3 separate regions of the Zea mays genome follow, and regions 1 and 2 are each linked to region 3. The links are chromatin contacts, called in public Hi-C maps. All regions are on one chromosome and are shown on one strand. The core of a region is the stretch at or near the end of the contact, and the rest is flanking DNA. Distances in the headings are between cores, read along the strand shown.

Region 1 (2,737 bases), core at 209-2,708, 300 kb before region 3:
CTAGCTCCCTCAGCATAAACTCGTCATGTTTCTCCCTTAATGAAGGTAGTACCTGCATGAAATTAAAATATAGTGCAAAAGTTCTCAGAAGCGAACATACAAATACAGTGAAGAGGATGATATTATAGTTAGATCCAAGTGTCACACAAAATCAGGCCATGACTCATGGATTCAATCTCTAGTCATAGAAACACCTACAGCTAAAGGGAGGTATATAAGTTTATTTTACAAAATAAAGATGTTCATCAAATAATAAACTAGCAAGCTACAGAAAAGCTCCTGCAAATTGAAACTAGCATCCATGTGTACGCAATTATGAAACCATTATTTATCTCCCTGTCATAGACGTTTAATTCATGTCCATTAAAAGGTGCTGCAAGAATACAAAAAGGTATTCTCTACATCATCTATAAGAAATGAGCTGCGGTGTACAAAGAATGGGCACAGAATTGTTTGACAAGTAGGTGGGCCAATTGTTTCACCAAATCAAGATGCTTACAATTAAACTGAAGAGATTAACTTGTCCTGTAGAAATCAAGAGATGGACAAAAGGAAATGAGAAAATCCCCATATACACCAAGGCCAAAAATGAGAACACCCCCATATACACCAAGGTCGTTCATGTCCCAGCCTATCGATCAACCAAGCGCTAATCCACCAAAGCTAAAAAAACATCCACTCGAAGTAGGAAATTTGATCCTAATACCACGCCGCAGATACAAAAACAATCTAGGTCGATTCACATGAGCAAGAGGGATATGATGAAGCGGCTCACCATGGAGGCGATGTACTCCTCGAACGACTCCCGATACTTGTCGTAGAGCTGCTGTGAGTAGTCCTGCGGCGGCTTCTGCGTGCACATGTTGTATATCGTCCTGCGACAACAAGACCAAAACCCTAGATCAGAACCGGATCGAAGCGGATCGAGGTGGGAAACCCTAGCGGCAGCCGAGAAGGAGACAGCGGCGGCGGTGGCGACGAGGGAGATGAGAGGGAGGCGTACGTGTAGAGCATCATGTAGTCCTCGGAACTGAACTGCGGCTCGGGCTTGCCCTCGAGGATGTTCTTCAGCTTGGTGATGCCCTTCTGCATGAACGCCCATCCCTCCTCCAGATCGATTGTCCTACGCTCCTGCCCCGCCATCGCCGCAGGTGACGGTGCCGACGCGCCGAGGCGCGAACCCTAGCGCCGCTGCTGGGGGTTTGGTGGTGCGCTTGGGCAGGATGGCGAGGGTCCTCCAGAGGCGAGCGAGGGAGGGAAGGAGGGAGGGAGGATGGAAGGAAGGAGAGAGACGAGCGCGTGGAGCGTCAGGAAGGGTTGGGCTTGTGTCGCATATCGGCTTGACGGCTTCCAGGCCTTCGGAAATCCCGTGATTCATTCAGTCTCCGTCCTCATCGTCGCATCGGGGTTGGACGGCCCAGACGACGAGCCTTGCGCCAGATGTGGATCATTGTGTCAGTCAAAACGAACTCCAGATAAGAGAGGTTTATAGTTCACCACTAAAGTTTAGTTTCGTGTCACATTAAATATAAATATCAATTAATACTACTACAATATTTAACCCCGTGCTCTAGATAAGGTTTTATTCAGTTACAAAGAAATTAATTTCATCATAGATTTAGGGCCTGTTTGTTTACCCCCATAGATTATATAATCTGGATTATTTTTGGATGATTATATAATCTGGATTATATAATTTGAGTAGTCCTGTTTGTTTACCCAGATTATTTGAGTTGTTAATATGATTCTTTTGTATGAGGAAGACAAGAATGCCCTCTATATTTGTACTAGGTTGAAACTCATATATATAAAAAAAATAATTCAATTGACATTGGCAAATATTGCATTAGCAATATTATCACGGAAGGCATTCATGTCACCTTCTTCATCCCCAAATTGACTAGTACTAGGCGCAAAAACGATTCGGTGGATTATAATGGCAATGGTGGGTAATTTCTAGGAAACTTGAAAGGGTAGTGGGGAAGTGGGAAAAAATAATCTGAAATAAGCACCTCCTCACTTGCTTATGGATTATCATAATGCAAGGGGTTAGATTATATAATCTGGACAAATAAGCTGGACTGTTTGTTTGCCTCTTAGGATTATTTAATCCAGATTATATAATCTGGGGGGTAAACAAACAGGCCCTTAATCTGAGTCTAGATTGGGTGAATCCATAACTCACACTCAATCTCATGATGGGATTAAATCCATCATTTAATCTATATATAACTCAAAGCTAGTTAATTTTTTTGATCCATGTATTCTAATATAAACGTTTGCAATATCTTCATGAATTTGTTCCACACCTGATGAGCTCCTTTCATAGTTTAAAAATTTTCCAAACCATTGGTTTATAATTCATAATGGGTTTAACTGAATAAAAAAATTTGAGTAGGCTTGGATTATTTTGGAACATGGATCGTGACATGGATTTAATTCCAATCCATGCTAATTTAGAGTTGGATTGGTGTAAATGAACATGGATTTAATTCCAATACATGATAATTGGTGCCGACCCTTTTTCTATGCCCAGCAAAATCCGCCTACTTTATCTGCCGTTTGCCATGAGGTATATCACACCGTGGACACAATCGTATGTACTTTTCCTTTGATGCCACTAGGGAGAAGAGGGCAAGGAGAGAGATTGGAGGCACTCAACTATTGGAAACTGTTTTTGTCTTTTAGTGTTGCATGTTGTTGTGTTGTTTAGTTGGAGCGGGAGTATAGGGCCTAG
Region 2 (2,891 bases), core at 121-2,620, 310 kb before region 3:
GAGTCTACACCTTCTCCACCATCTATGGATAGAGTCATCGTGGTTAAGAGATGTTCTTAGGGCTAAAAAAAATTCGAGGCTCGCGAGGCGGCTTAAACTTAGGTCGGCTCGGAGTGGCTCATGAGCCTCGAGCGAGCAGAGACGAACCGAGCCAAGTTGTAGAGCTCATTGGTATAACAAGCCGAGTCAGTTTGCAAGTTATGCCAAATTAATGAATCTATAAAATAATAATAGATATTGGATAATTTTATAGATATTCGACTCGTTCCTTATCATTTAATGATGGATTTATGATAATTTAAAATTTAGATTACTTATAATGTTAAATGATGGTCATATTTCATATCTATATACAATAATAGTCATTGTATAATGCAATATTATTTATCAAGGTGTAGCTCGCGAGTTGAGTCGAGCCTCCTTCTTAATCTTATTGAGTGGACGAACCAAGCTGAGCCGAGTCGAGCTTGGTCACCCAGCGAGTCGAGCCTCCTTCTTAAACTCGTTGAATGAGACTCAGCTCATTTCTAGCCCTAAAAAATCGCATCATCATCGGCATAAAGCGAGCAATGCAGACATTTTTGGTAGTACAAGCTTCGGATGACCGGCTGCAGACGCTTTCTCAATAACCTTCTGTAGGGGATCAATGGCCAAGATGAAAGAGGGTCACCTTGATGAAGACTTCAGGCGTGTTTAAATTTTTTGCTTGGGCGATCATTCACTAGCACTTTGGAAGATGATGTAGCCAAGATGCTAGTCTCTCTATTTTTGACTGAAACCTAGCTAGAGCTTTTAAAACATCCCGGAGATAGTTAAGGGAATCAAAGGCTTTTGAAATGTCCAATAGATACCATTTTTTTTCTTGTGGAGGAGGCTATGAATAACATTTTGTTCATATAGAAAATTATCACATTATGTGACAAGCAAGGGAAAATAACTTATATATAGTTAATAGTGGAGGGAGTGTCTGATATAAAAAGCTACATATTTTTGCTGGTTAGTTGTTAGTTAGGTCTTTACCTGCCCTCTCTCTACGAACGAGCTGATGCCAGTTCTGACTTTGTCAAAGCATGGCTGGCAATGTGATTGAATGCCTGATGTTAGCTCGTCACCTTGACAGGGACATCCGATCCTGAATTTCCGATTGGGGTGGCAAAGGTCAAGTTGCCACCACAAGCATCCAGTCCAATGGCTCTGCCACTGCCCAGAAGCTTCATCACACCTAGAGGTAGCCATGACAGGACCCAAAAAAAGGTCCAGTCCAGGTCCGTACCAGCTGCGACGACGCTTGTCAGTAGGTAGGTTGAGCTAGCTGCTTGTTGATCACTGCTATATATACGGGTGCCATGGATCCATGCCTTCTCCATCCTCAAGTCATCAGCTAGCTAGCCTTCCCTACAGCAACTGCTTACATACAACACTTCCATCTTCCCGAGCTCGTCTTCGATCAATTCCCAAGTCAAATAATAATATAACAACAATGGTGGTTCCCGTCATCGACTTCTCCAAGCTGGACGGCGCTGAGAGGGCCGAAACCCTGGCGCAGATCGCCAATGGCTGCGAGGAGTGGGGATTCTTCCAGCTCGTGAACCACGGCATCCCGCTGGAGCTTCTTGAGCGCGTCAAGAAGGTGAGCTCCGACTGCTACCGCCTCCGGGAGGCCGGGTTCAAGGCGTCGGAGCCGGTGCGCACGCTGGAGGCGCTCGTCGACGCGGAGCGGCGCGGCGAGGTTGTGGCGCCGGTGGATGACCTGGACTGGGAGGACATCTTCTACATCCACGACGGATGCCAGTGGCCGTCCGAGCCGCCGGCGTTCAAGGAGACCATGCGCGAGTACCGCGCCGAGCTGAGGAAGCTCGCCGAGCGCGTCATGGAGGCCATGGACGAGAACCTCGGCCTCGCCAGGGGCACCATCAAGGACGCCTTCTCCAGCGGCGGCCGGCACGAGCCCTTCTTCGGCACCAAGGTCAGCCACTACCCGCCGTGCCCGCGCCCGGACCTCATCACGGGCCTGCGCGCGCACACCGACGCCGGCGGCGTCATCCTGCTGTTCCAGGACGACAGGGTCGGCGGCCTGGAGGTGCTCAAGGACGGCCAGTGGACCGACGTGCAGCCGCTCGCGGGCGCCATCGTCGTCAACACTGGCGACCAGATTGAGGTGCTCAGCAACGGGCGCTACCGCAGCGCCTGGCACCGCGTGCTGCCCATGCGCGACGGCAACCGCCGCTCCATCGCTTCCTTCTACAACCCGGCCAACGAGGCCACCATCTCGCCGGCGGCGGTGCAGGCCAGCGGCGGCGACGCATACCCCAAGTACGTGTTCGGCGACTACATGGACGTGTACGCCAAGCACAAGTTCCAGGCCAAGGAGCCCAGGTTCGAAGCCGTCAAGGTTGCAGCGCCCAAGTCATCTCCAGCGGCATAAATAAATGGAGGGGACCAATTATTAAATGCATTATAATTTATTTGTTGAATAAAACAGCCGGAGAAATAATGATAATGTAAAGTATATATGATAAACACCGGTTAGGATTTAAGGTGTTTAACTTTAGTTGCATGGTATAATATGATATATTGTTGTAGCAATAAGTTTATTAAGTATTCATAAGTGTTCTAAATAGTGGGCTAAGGCACTTATCCATCGCCTTTCTCAAACAGAAAATAGTGATTTAATTCGGGCTATAGCGACTAATAGTTGCTATATATATTAGGCGTAGTAGCAAACAATTTCACCCTTTGGAAACAGTTATATCTAGAAATAACTATAGCCAGAGATTTAGAACCTTGTTAATCATGTAGAAATTAAAGGTTCGTCAAGTCAGAGCGGCACCGAACAAGATAAAAATGTGACCTCCCCTATATGCAAATGTCTGCCAACTTATTACATTGGT
Region 3 (2,901 bases), core at 297-2,796:
ATGCCATTTTTGCTGCATAGCAGAACCTTGCTATGTATCAGTGGGGACTGTGTGATCTTGAACGCCCAACTTCCATCCCATTGTCCTTTTTTTTTGTTCTTGGGCGTCATTGTTTCCAAGTACTCCCTCCGTTTTCTTATTTGATGTTTTTTAGTTGTATTAGCCATCGTCAAATAAAAAAGAGGTCCGGTTTGGATCCTTTTGAATTTAAATTCATTTTAATAATCATAATCTAGACAAAAATTAATTAAGTTAATACGGTTGTACTATAATTGTGTACTGTTGAATCCTGATGGTCATATAAGTGAGATATTTATGTGTTGCATTTTTTTACTATATAAATCAGTTTCCACAATCGTTTTTCCCACTTTATGCAAAATAGGGTAAAATCTCTTCTCTACTAATATAAAACAAGTGTTTCTCGCTTTGTGGGTCCTCCCCTCACCACGTCCCGCGTGCGATACCTCTCCCCCTCCTCTCATGCCCGAAATACAAAAGAAAACATACATGGGGAGATTCAAACATGCAACCTTTAGAAGCTAGAGTTCAAACATGGATGGGGAATATTTTAAGCCGCAACCTTCAGAAGCTAGAATCCGTTATTCACCACTACATCGTGCATCTGTTTGCGTTATACAAATGAACGATATTTTAAATATATATACTAATAATTTAAAAGTAAAAAATATAATCATATTTGAATAAATATCTTATTTAAGCAAATTCTATCTACATGATGTATAAAAACATAGCAATGTATATACAACTAAGAGCATCTCCAAGAGAGGCTCTAAACATGATCTTATTTTAAATATAAGACTTAAAAACATAAAATACCCTTTCAACAACGGCTTTATTTTATAAAATTTCATCAAATGATTATAGGGCTCGGTCTCTCGGGTCCTAAATATAATACCCCCATATACTAGAGCTCTATCCTTATTTCCACTTAATCTCCAACCATTTATTTCATAATAACATAATTTATTTCCTAAATAACATTATTTAAGGCCTGACTATTGGATTAAACATTTCTTTTGAGACCCTAAACATTCTAAACATAATCCTATTTTAAATTTTAGGACTCTATTTTAGGGTTTGTTGTTGGAGATGCTCTAAGTAGTTGTATAAAAATGGAGGTTTAAACCTTGATTGTGGATTTTGAATTTTATATTGTACGCTCAAGCATAATATAAAATAAAGTTTACCTATGTGATATATAAAAACCATAGCAAAATACATGTATCTAACTAGTTTCTTAAGGAGTTAAGGGAGAGCTGGATAGCGATGCTATAAGTTGTATACTAGAAAAATACAGTATAATGATTTATAGAATTAACTTTTAAGTCCTACACTATAAATTTGAGATACTTATATGTGAATTTGAATAAGTTATGGAACGTTAATTTCTAGACCAAATAACGCAGTTCATTATGCAAATAAAAGATCCAAATAACCTCTCAAATTAAAATTTAGATCAAAACTGCTATGCTTCTCGCTCGGAGAGGATTTTATATCTGTTGTTCTGGGCGTGAGGGGAAAAACCGAAAAAGAGAACATGTTGGGCCTAAATTGGTCTAGAAAGAGCACAAGCCCAGCTACTCTTCCATGGCTTTCATTTCAAATCCCCTTTCTCTCTCTACTCCCGTCTCTAGTAATCAATTCCACTGCGACTGTTGTTGAAAGAGCAAATCAAACCAACCCATCGAAAACCAAAATCCCCGCACGAGCTCCGGTTTCAAATTCCCTCGGCAGAGCTCGCCGCCGGGCATGGATGCGGCGCGGGAGTCCATGGCGGCGCTCCTCGACGCCGGCCTCTTCGGCCCCGCCCAAACGCTGGTACGTGCGGCGATCCTGCACCCCCTTCCATCCTCTCTGCGTTTGAATCTATAGGGTTTCGGGGCGAGCAGAAGCGGTTTCGGGGTTCGCCGGGCGCGTGTGGGGCAGGCCTAAACCTCTTGCCTGCGACGTGTGCGAGCGGGTTTGGGTTGCTGCACTGGGTGATGGCCGACTTTTCCGTCGCAGACTCGCAGTGATTACTCAGTTTTACTCTTCTCCTACACTTGCAGGGGTGTTTCCTTGTGTCGTCAGCTGGTGCGGGCAACGATGCTGGTATGTCCATGAAGGTGGAAAGCCTGGTAAGCTCAAGGTTTCCTGAGCAGCAGCTCCGCACGCGGTGCTAATCTGGTCTAACTTTTTGTTATGATTCTGTCAACTCCACTTCCTGCCTACATCTGATGCCACATTGCGGAAACTAAACCGGTTGATTTGTTTCTTGGCAGTCAATGCACAGATTAGTTTCTTGATAGTCAATGCACGGATTATCCTGCACAACTGCATTTCCCAATTCCAGTTCTGTTCTTTACAGGGCCCATTATTATTATTTCTTATTGGTGGGGAGAGCTGATTTGCTTGTTGGACTACCGTGTAGGTCCAGCATGGGGATGCTTTGTATGGAGAGAAAGAATTCCGCAGGGCACTGGTAATATTTCCAAAAAAAACAACAACCCATGATTGGCCTACAAGTTTCAGAAGTAAACACATCGATTGCTGATATATCTGTTTCTAATTTCTCTATCTTCCATGGCAGAATGCGTACAAGCAAGCTATGCAATATAGTAGAAGTATCCCTAGGCAAGCAACAAGTAACACCAGAAGTTCAGTATCCGTCACAGGCCGGTCACCTTCTCCAAACTCTTCAAATCTCTTATCATTCAATGAAAATGAGGTGTGAATGGCTGAACATGGCACTCTTGCATTTTAATGTTGACATCTATTTAATATTTACATCACAGGTAACAAGTATCTCATTCAGTTTTGCTGTGCTGTTGCAGGTGAAGTTCAAGATTGCTCTTTGCCATTCTGCTCTATGTGAGCACCGTGAAGCACTTCATGAGGTTA

The links. Hi-C and Micro-C count contacts between places; a contact is called where the count stands out from the background.
Region 1: a contact with region 3 is called in a Hi-C map of tassel, with 5 times the contacts expected there. The contact joins the promoter of LOC103641392 here to the promoter of LOC103641394 in region 3. A contact is called at or near these places in 16 of 25 Hi-C or Micro-C datasets (bundle sheath, ear, endosperm and 5 more) and 2 of 3 datasets of contacts at active chromatin or transcription factors (leaf and seedling).
Region 2: a contact with region 3 is called in a Hi-C map of leaf, with 3 times the contacts expected there. The contact joins the promoter of LOC100273458 here to the promoter of LOC103641394 in region 3. A contact is called at or near these places in 12 of 25 Hi-C or Micro-C datasets (ear, endosperm, leaf and 1 more).

What each region holds. Positions count from the first base shown.
Region 1 is chr10:92,313,253-92,315,989 of Zm-B73-REFERENCE-NAM-5.0, forward strand. LOC103641392 (cullin-1) reads right to left here and starts at 1,459. Exons shown (of 19, transcript XR_560291.4): 1 at 1,004-1,459; 2 at 776-875; 3 at 1-52.
Region 2 is chr10:92,294,645-92,297,535 of Zm-B73-REFERENCE-NAM-5.0, forward strand. It overlaps LOC100273458, which reads left to right and starts at 1,371. Exons shown (of 1, transcript NM_001147895.2): 1 at 1,371-2,639. The coding sequence starts at 1,481. The coding sequence ends at 2,425.
Region 3 is chr10:92,608,903-92,611,803 of Zm-B73-REFERENCE-NAM-5.0, forward strand. It overlaps LOC103641394 (anaphase-promoting complex subunit 7), which reads left to right and starts at 1,547. Exons shown (of 18, transcript XM_008664753.4): 1 at 1,547-1,839; 2 at 2,070-2,138; 3 at 2,432-2,482; 4 at 2,591-2,728; 5 at 2,835-2,897. The coding sequence starts at 1,771.